2 separate regions of the Mus musculus genome follow, and region 1 is linked to region 2. The links are chromatin contacts, called in public HiChIP or PLAC-seq maps. All regions are on one chromosome and are shown on one strand. The core of a region is the stretch at or near the end of the contact, and the rest is flanking DNA. Distances in the headings are between cores, read along the strand shown. Region 1 overlaps Gtsf1 (gametocyte specific factor 1). Region 2 holds the start of Itga5 (integrin alpha 5 (fibronectin receptor alpha)).

What was found. HiChIP or PLAC-seq counts read pairs in DNA pulled down with a chosen protein or histone mark.
Region 1: a contact with region 2 is called in an H3K27ac HiChIP or PLAC-seq map of microglia, with 3 times the contacts expected there. The contact joins the enhancer-like site here to the promoter of Itga5 in region 2. A contact is called at or near these places in 4 of 39 promoter capture datasets (the HPC-7 cell line, embryonic stem cells, hippocampal neurons and 1 more), 1 of 15 datasets of contacts at CTCF or cohesin (the NIH/3T3 cell line), 18 of 484 Hi-C or Micro-C datasets (the C10 cell line, the C2C12 cell line, the G1E-ER4 cell line and 12 more), 7 of 115 datasets of contacts at active chromatin or transcription factors (bone marrow-derived macrophages, embryonic fibroblasts, embryonic stem cells and 1 more) and 3 of 9 other capture datasets (adipose tissue, liver and pancreatic islet).

What each region holds. Positions count from the first base shown.
Region 1 is chr15:103,400,685-103,404,909 of GRCm38.p6, reverse strand. Gtsf1 (gametocyte specific factor 1) reads left to right here. Exons shown (of 9, transcript NM_028797.1): 8 at 68-101; 9 at 2,352-2,452. The coding sequence ends at 84. Among named protein-coding and RNA genes, the nearest start is that of Gm52195, 7.8 kb to the left of the region's middle. Within about 2 kb of position 2,584, at least 9 of the 459 cell types and tissues checked have an H3K27ac peak or open chromatin away from gene starts, as enhancers often do. A contact at or near this core is called in bone marrow-derived macrophages, microglia and pre-B cells, where this site is marked.
Region 2 is chr15:103,365,175-103,369,736 of GRCm38.p6, reverse strand. It overlaps Itga5 (integrin alpha 5 (fibronectin receptor alpha)), which reads left to right and starts at 2,946. Exons shown (of 30, transcript NM_010577.4): 1 at 2,946-3,437. The coding sequence starts at 3,211.

The DNA of each region.
Region 1 (4,225 bases), core at 1,335-3,834, 36 kb before region 2:
AAGCACTGAGGGTAGACTGAATTTCAGTCGACATGATTTATCTATTTTGAAATGTTTTTTCTTGTAGATGGAAATGCACAGTAACTGAACATCTTTTTCAAGTAAGTATTTCGTTCCACTATCTCTTCAGGTGGTAGCAAGATTTAACTGGACATAAAGCAGTTTGAGTTCAATTTTCTCTCAGATTATGATACCAAATTAAAGCTTTGGATGTGCATGTACTTTTTATGAATATAGCCTCTATATGGCTTTACATACTAATGAATAGGCATTTACTACTTAAATTAGAATTCTGTTACCATGCTAAGTTCTTTTCCCTGATACTAGTGTGCACTGTTTTGTTTGTTTGTTTGTTTGCTTGTTTTGACATTGAAGTTGCAGTCTAGATCTATCCTGCCTTTTGTAATGGAGTAAGATTAATCTAACAGCTGTGATTCACTGATCTGCAATGCTTTCTCAATGCAGTACTGTTTAACTATCATTTTTTAAATCCATATTCTTCTAATTGGGCATTTAAATTTTTGGGGTCTCTTAAGAGTCTTGCAATATTGATATTATTTAGTTATTTTGGTGTGTGTGTATGTGTGTGTATGTGTGTGTGTGTGTGAAAAACCACACAAAAAATCTCCTTTTCCCAGATGAAACCTGGAAGCTCTTCCCTGTGTAACATAGGGCTAAGCTTGGCTGCCTTGCCTAAGATTGCCCAGCCCTACTGCTCATGGGATAGGGACTTTAGGAAGGCTGGGATAGGATTCTATTTCAGCTGTCTTGCAGATACTAGTCCTTCAGTGAATGTTTATCAAATAAATGAGTCGTTGGCCTGTTGCTAGCCAGTACCAATCTCAAGTGAAGCAGATAAATCTGTGGTGGAGTCCATTTTAAACTAATGTTTTTCCTGATTAGAACTGCAAAAGCTAAGTGGAAACACCCAGCCAGGCATGGTGTCTTAGTCTTTAATCACAGCATTCAAGAGAGTCAGAAGTAGGAGAATCTCTGAGTCAAAGACCAGCCTGGTCTACAGAGTGAGTTCCAGGACAGCTAGAACTATATAGTGAAACCCTGTCTCAAAAATAAAAGTTTAAAATAAAGCATTAAAAAATAATAAAAAGAAATACTCTTTAATAATCATTGCTAGAAATTTATCAGTTTCTTCTAGCAATTAGCCACTTTTCATAGGTTTTGACCTTTTTCTCTTTTTTTCTGAGACATGATTTCTCTATATAGCTCTGGCTGTCCTGAAATTTGCTCTGTATACTAGGCTACCCTCAAACTCTGCCTGCCTCTGCCCGCTTATAAGCACTGGAATTAAAGGTGTGTGCCACCCATACTCAGCTTGGTAGGTTTTGACTTTAAATTGTTAAGTACATCTGGAAACAAGAAAATGAACTTTGGCCACAGAAGAAAGATACACTAAGGTGTATCAGAAAAAATACATTGAACAGACCTGGATAAATATGAGGAACTTTGAATTGTTCTCTTAATATGTTGTACAAAATGTCTGATGATCAATACAGTATATAGCTGTTTAGTAAATAAAAAAGACAACTCTATAATGAAAGCATAGGAGAAGCTTCTCATAAGATAAAAACAAAGTGCTTTCTCCCACTCACCCCAACCCACTTTTTTTGAGACAAGGTCTCTTGATTATGTAACCCTAGCTGTCCTGGAACTAAACCAGGCTGGCTTCCAACTCATGGAGATCCACCTTTCTTTGTCTCTTAAGTGCTAGGATTTAAGGTGTGTGGTACCACATCTGGATGGCATTTGGCTTTTTAACTTCACTAGTTGCCCGTGGAGGTCAGAAGAGGGCATCAGATTCCCCAGAAATGGAGTTATAGATGGTTGTGAACCACCTTTTGAGTGTTGGGAATTAAACCTGGGTCCTCTGCGAAAGCAACAAATGCTCTTAACTACTGAGCCATCTCTGCAGCCCTGAATGAATATAATTAAAAGTCTTCATACACACAGATACATATATCAATATTTTTAATTGAGTAATAAAGTATTTGAGAGGAAAAATACCAAAATTAAGTTAATTAGAATTTATTTATTGAAGAATTGTTCAAAGTAGTCAGTTGCCTACAGATTCAGTTCTCACTTGAGAAGCTTTTGACACAGAAATGTACATTAATGACTGTGAAGAATGTTTTTAATTCAATTAGCAAATTTTCATGTACACAGAGGTACTAAAGAGAAGAGGGTCAGCAGGTACTCGGTGTCCTGCCATTAACAACAGTAAATTTCTGGGACAGCTCTCATAAGAGTTTGAGGGATTGTGTCAACTGTGTCAGATGTAGTTGGTACTTCTGTCACTGAAGGGAAGTAAAAACTTTTTTCTCATTTCCTTGCAGATGCCAGACTGTGGAAGACTCTTGCTTATTCCTGCTACCAAGGGTTCTTCTTTTTTCTCTTTATCTAATTATAGAACAGTAAACTGTCTGTGACTTTCAAACTGGCAAGTACTTTTTTTTTTTAAACTGCTGAGACTTTACTCCTCAATTATTTAATGCCAAATATTTATATATTGCTAAAAAAGACAGCTTGATAGTTTGGTTAAATACCTACTAACCTCAAATTAAGAAAAAAAATCACTTCCCATTCTAGTTAATGATACAGTGATGTGAAGCTGTTGTACAGAGTCCAGCTAACATAGACAGAAAACTTGGGTTAAAAAAAGTAACTATGTGTTTATGTTTCTGGCATTTGTAGACCAAAATCTTTTAAGAATTTAAAAAACTGGGCTTTTTATACCTTTAATCCCAACACTCAGGAGGCAGAGGCAGGATAACCTCTTGAGTTAAGGTCAGCTGGTCTACAAAGCAGTTCCAAGAAAGCCAGCAGTACACAGAGAAACCATGTATCAGAAAAACAAAAACAAGCAAAAAATAAAAACCTGGGCTTTTCCTGAACAATACATCTGTTCATCCACTATCTCTGAGATATCTTATGTACTGCAAAACTCCCCATTCTCATTTAGACATCTCTCTGCTTGAATATTTCCAGCAGGGGTTAAGTTTGGGCAGGGCGGGTATCTCCCTATATTCTACCTAGAAAATATACTATCAAGCTAGCTGTGGATTCTATAGGAACAAAGGGAGGCTCAAATGGATAATTGGAGAAAGCATGGGCTTTCCACCTGTCGCATTTGATTTGAATTGAGAGTATAAATGTGTGAGGGGCCCTCATTATTGCCTTGGGATATGTGCATAGCAATTTAGATTTTTGTTTTGTTTCACTCTTTGGTTTTTCAAAAGAGGTTTTCTCTGTGTAGCTCTGGCTGGCCTTGAACTCAAGAGATTGCCTGCCTCTGCCTCCCAAGTGCAGGAATTAAAGGCATGCGTGACACCACCTCTTGGCACATTTTTTAAGCCTGTGTTGTTCAAGGCCTGCTCTAGCTTACAAAGAGAGAGTTCCAGACAGCTACACAGAGAAGCCCTGTCTTGAAAAACCTTTAAAAAGCTGGGCAGTGGTGGCGCACACCTTTAGTTCTAGCACTTGGGAGGCAGAGGCAGGCGGATTTTTAAGTTCGAGGCCAGCGTGGTCTACAAAGTGAGTTCCAGGACAGCCAGGGCTACACAGAGAAACCCTGTCTCGAAAAAACAAACAAACAAAAAAACATTAAAAAATAAAAGATGGTCTCACTCTGTAGCTCATGCTTGTCTGGAACTCGTGGCATTTCCACACCACCAACCCCCTCTTACTTATCCTAGGCTGGTTTACAAACATAAGCCACCATGTCTGGCCCTGGAGCCGTTTTTGTAGCAGTTTGTTTCGTTTTTTGTTCCTGTGATGAGGATTGAACCCAGGAATTCACACATGCTAAACTGTACCACTGTGCTGCATTCCTGGCCCTTCTAGGCCAGCTTTGGTTGTTTTGGGGCAGGTTTAGCTTGTTTTAAAGCCATGTGCATAAAGAAGGACTTGGAAGAAGCACACTGACAAATACTTCCAAGTGCTCTTGTAGGCTTGTTTGCAGGTGATAGACGGGGAGGGTGAGTAGCTCCTTGTGTATGGACTTGGTATTTCCAAGACTTTTACCTAAAGCACATTTCTTTCCTAACGAGCAAAGCTGTGTTCTATTTTATTTTCAAGCTCTAAAAATTGCTTTAAAATCAGCATGAGTGGGCTGGAGAGATGGCTCAGCGGTTAAGAGCACTGACTGCTCTTTCAAAGGTCCTGAGTTCAAATTCCAGTAACCACATGGTGGCTCACAACCACCATAATG
Region 2 (4,562 bases), core at 1,697-4,196:
TTTCCAGGCATTTGAAAGAAGAAGCTACTGAGTCTTGCCCCAGAGAAATCACGCACACAGAAGCCCTCCAGTTTAAGAAGATTCATGGGTTGTATATACAATCCTCCTCTCCTACCCCCAAAGACAGCAGATCTAGGTTAAGATGCCTACTCCCGTGTAGAAGTCCAGCTTTGTAGAGGGCTAACCATGGGAAGAGCAAGCGTCTTGCTAGATTGCTCTGGTGCTCCTCTGCCCTTCTCCTTCTGTAATGCTAATGGCCACTCCTCTGAGGCTGTTTCCTAACAGTAAAATTAGGACAGTTATACCTTCAGCACTGGGCCTTTGGGAAGACTACATGGAGGAGAAACAGCTTAAAGCTCAGACCAGAAGCTAACATATAACATGTACCATCACTGTTTCACACCCTAGCCTGGCTGCCAGAGCTTGGCAGGAATCCTAACTTTAGACTTTGCATCTGCATCTGAATTTCTCTGTGGAAATTCATTCTTCTGCTTCTAAACTTTCAGCCTTCAAAGAGGCAAGCTGTTGACAGCAGGAGCTTGGTGAGTAGGGCCCTGGCCTTGTCTTTCACTCTCCGTGCTGCCATCATGGAGCATACTATGATTAATAATAGCCACCCAAGCAAATCATTACCATGAAACCATAGGACAGAGGCTACCAGAGATCGTCTCAGATCAGAGGGTTACCAGAGAGGGAAACCGGAGATACACAGAGGAGCACACAGATGGATCAAAGAGAAGGTGAGATATACAGAACAGGGAGAAATATGAAGAGGAGACAGAGGATGCAGAAGCAGTGGCCTAAGAAGAGAGCAGTGGGCTTGGAGTCAAAGCACCCACATCAGGCTGGGCTGGCAAAATGGTAAAGATACTTGCTACCTCACACTTGATGATCTGAGTTTGATCCCAGGGAGTCACATGCTGCTCTGTTGTTCTCTGACCCATACATGAGTGTCATTATCTGTGCACGATCTCATACACACAAAATAAATGTAAACAAACAAACAGAATTTTAAGCACTCAGGTCCTAAACACTCCGTAACTGGTTAGTCATGTGACCTTAAACAAGTCATCACTCTATAGCAATTTTCTCTTCTAAAGAAAGATTAAATGGACACCCTCTGGGGATCTTTCTCTTACTGGCCTGGAGGGTTATGCTGAAGTCCCTCCAAGCAGGAAGAAATTCCAGTTCAGACTCAACAAGAAGCAGAGCAAAGGGAGGCTAGGCAAAGGCAAGGAAGGCAAGTGAGAAAGCTAGAGGTGTCAGGGCCACTGGGTGAGGACTTATAAGGGCAGAGAGAGCCAAGAGAGGAGGGATATTGGGGAGAGTGGAACAGCTAGCCAGAGAATGACTAAGGGGCTCCTGCGTAAACAGGAGCGAGGAATGGACAGGGAGGGTGCCTGTTTGAGTTGGCCAATGTTGGGGGATTGAGGAGGAGGAGGACCAAGGCAGGACACTATGTCCCCTGTCCCCCACCAAGGCTCCTGGGAGGATCTGAGTCACACACCTCCCTAGCTGTATACCTCCCCCCTTCCTCCCCAGCTCCTAAATCCTGGGAAAAAAATCTAAAAGTCTGGGCTGAGAAAGGAGAGGGCTGGATTCACACATGTGGGACCCAAGCCTCACATGAATGTCTATAAACAGTAAATAAAAGTCCATTCTCCTCTTCACCTGGGTTCCCCCCCTGGCCAATCACACCAGAGGTTGACTTTGGGTACTGCTTGCCTCAGATCCTGACCCACAGATTCCTTATGTTTCCCACCTGACGAAGGGTCAGGACCTGCAGATGTGAAAGTGGAATGGAGCCAGGGTTAGGCTGTAGTCTGTTCAGCTGGCCTCTCTCTGGGGCTGCAATTGGCCCTGGAGATCTGCTTTTGAAGATCTAGCTGGGTGACTGAGGACAGAAAGCAGAGTAAGAGTAACAGATGAGAGGAAGCATGCAGCAGGAAAAAAAAAAAAATGACTCTGGGATTTTTATTCAGCATCCCCTCAGGCCACAACGGGTCAAAAGAGAAGGGCAAGAAGAGGGCAGGATTTTACTCTGTGGGCCTTATTCTGAAAGGGGAGAAGTCCTGGAGGAAAAAGGCTGAGAAGGGAGTAGAAAGCAAAGGGGATTAGGGGAGACTGTAGGCCTCTCTCCCCTCCCCCCAGACTAAGATAAAGACCAGAATCCTGAAAGGTGATCTCATCACACACAGCCTGAGCTAGGGGCTAACAAGGTACCTTCACTTACTACCACCCCTTCCTCTACTTACACAAATAATGCAAGTGTCTTGGGTTTCAGATGGCCAACAGAAGCTGAAAGTTGGTTCCCTTTGAAGACTCCCCACCACCACCATCACAACTGCTACCCATCACTTATCTTTCTGGGGCTTATCCAGGAAATCAGGCAATCTGATGAAGGAACTGAATTGAGAGGTTGGCCACTTGGTCAGGTATCAAATCCAAGAAAGGGCCAGAACAGAGACTTCCAAACCCAACGTTAGCAAATAAAGCCCAATGCTCCTGTGTCAGAGACCCCAAAAGTCCTATGCTTTCCACTCTATCAGCTTGGGGAGGGGCAGCCGCGGAATTCCCGAGGCCAACGAAGCTACCCCAGGAGGCTGTCTGGGGAGCGTTCAGTGACTGGGCTGCAGAGTCCCAATCTAGCTGGCCAGAACCCAGGCACCCAGTGGCCCCGGAAGGCAAGGGGAATCCCTGTTGGCCGGACGCCAGAGGAGTCCCCTGTCTCTCGACCCCAAAGTTTTTTTCCTGAAGAAATGAGGGAGACACACACACACAATATTCAGGCTCCCTCCGCCCCCCAGAGGTGATTCCTTTCCTCATTAGGAAATTTTCTGCTCCCTTTTCCGACTACTTTTCCGAGCGTTTACGTTGTACATCTGGAAAGGAGGGGGAGGGAGGAGGGGGAAGCGGAGAGGAGGGCGAAGAACCCAAGCCCGCCCAGTCTGAGCCAGGCCAGACCACCGGCCTCCAGCTGGGGCCGGAGCCAGGGTTCAGAGGTGCGGCCCCCCACGCCCCTTCGGGTGCGGGGCGCGGCCTCGGCGTCCCCGGGACCCAGGAATGCCCCCCCGCCAGCCGGCCCGGCGGCCGGGGGGAGGGCCCAGCCGGGAGTTTGGCAAACTCCTCCCCGCGTTGAGTCATTCGCCTCTGGGAGGTTTAGGAAGCGGCTCCGGGTCGGTGGCCCCAGGACAGGGAAGAGCGGGCACTATGGGGAGCTGGACGCCACGGTCGCCTCGATCTCCTCTCCACGCGGTGCTGCTGCGCTGGGGGCCCCGACGCCTACCGCCGCTGCTGCCTCTGCTGCTGCTACTGTGGCCGCCACCACTCCAGGTTGGGGGCTTCAACCTAGACGCGGAGGCCCCGGCGGTGCTCTCCGGGCCCCCCGGCTCCCTTTTTGGCTTCTCCGTGGAGTTTTACCGGCCGGGAAGGGACGGGTGAGTGGCGAGGTTGGCGGCGGGAAGCGGGCAGGGGGCCACCTGGAAACTGGGGGCGCGCCGAGGACTGGAAGCGACCAGGACTTGAGTTGGAGGGCGGAGTTTGGAAAGACCAAGACTTGAGTTGGGGGCCCAAGCTAGAATTGGGGGCCCGCGCTGCAGCAGGGAGGGACCGTGGCCGACGTGGAGTGTGAGATCGGTGTCGAAACTTGTGTGGCATGAGGAGAGGACCCGAATCTAGAAGCTGGAGAAGTACAGGCAGGGTCTAAGGGCCAACCGGGAGGAGAGGGCGCAGAAAGCTTAGGGTCTCTGGCGATCTGTGGGCTGCGGGAGACCTGTGGCGGGTGGGAGTCGAGGGGGGTGCGGAGGCCGGGCAGGGCCTTAGGAGGCAGTGGAAGAACCTCGAGATCCTCGGTGGGGCTATTGAGAGGGTTGGAGCTGGGTAAGCGTGTGCCGTAAGAGGAAAGACAGACTGAGAGGGTCGGAAGGTTATGTGGGGGCCAGTCTCATCCTCCCCTCCCCCATCAACTCAGACTCGGGAAAGACCCGGGAGGAAGACGAAGGCTCCCTCCCCTTTCTCCTCATTCTCCTGAATTGCCTCCCACCCCCAGTCTCTTCAGGCGAAGAGATCCAAGAACTTGGGGAGAATCCCAGAACCCTGGCACTGGGGGTACTAGGGCTAGTGGCCGGATCAATCCAGGGCGGTGCACGGATGTGTCGGGAGGGGTGTGAGTGCGCGCGCCTGAAGGGGGGTGGGCGGTTTCCCTCTTGCTCTAGCTCTTGGGAGGAAGAGAAAAGCTGATTTCCTGTAGCTTGTCGGCTGTAGTAGAACTCAGACTTCTGGGACTAGGGTCGGAAGCTGAGAAAGATATAGGCTCTCTGGGCCCAAGAGCATCAGAACGAAGGTTCCTGAAAATCTCTATGGAGAATCCTTATTTCCGGGTAGTAAGCAGACCTAGACTGGTGCCCAGAGGCTTGGGAAAATTAGAGGCCACATTGAAACAAACGTGTTTGTTTAAATAAGGAGAGGAGGTCTGGAAGTAAGAGAAAAGTGACGGTCCCAACTGCTGGGCTAAGGGACCCCAGATGCCATATTCCTGAACCCCTTTGATGACAGCAGTAGGT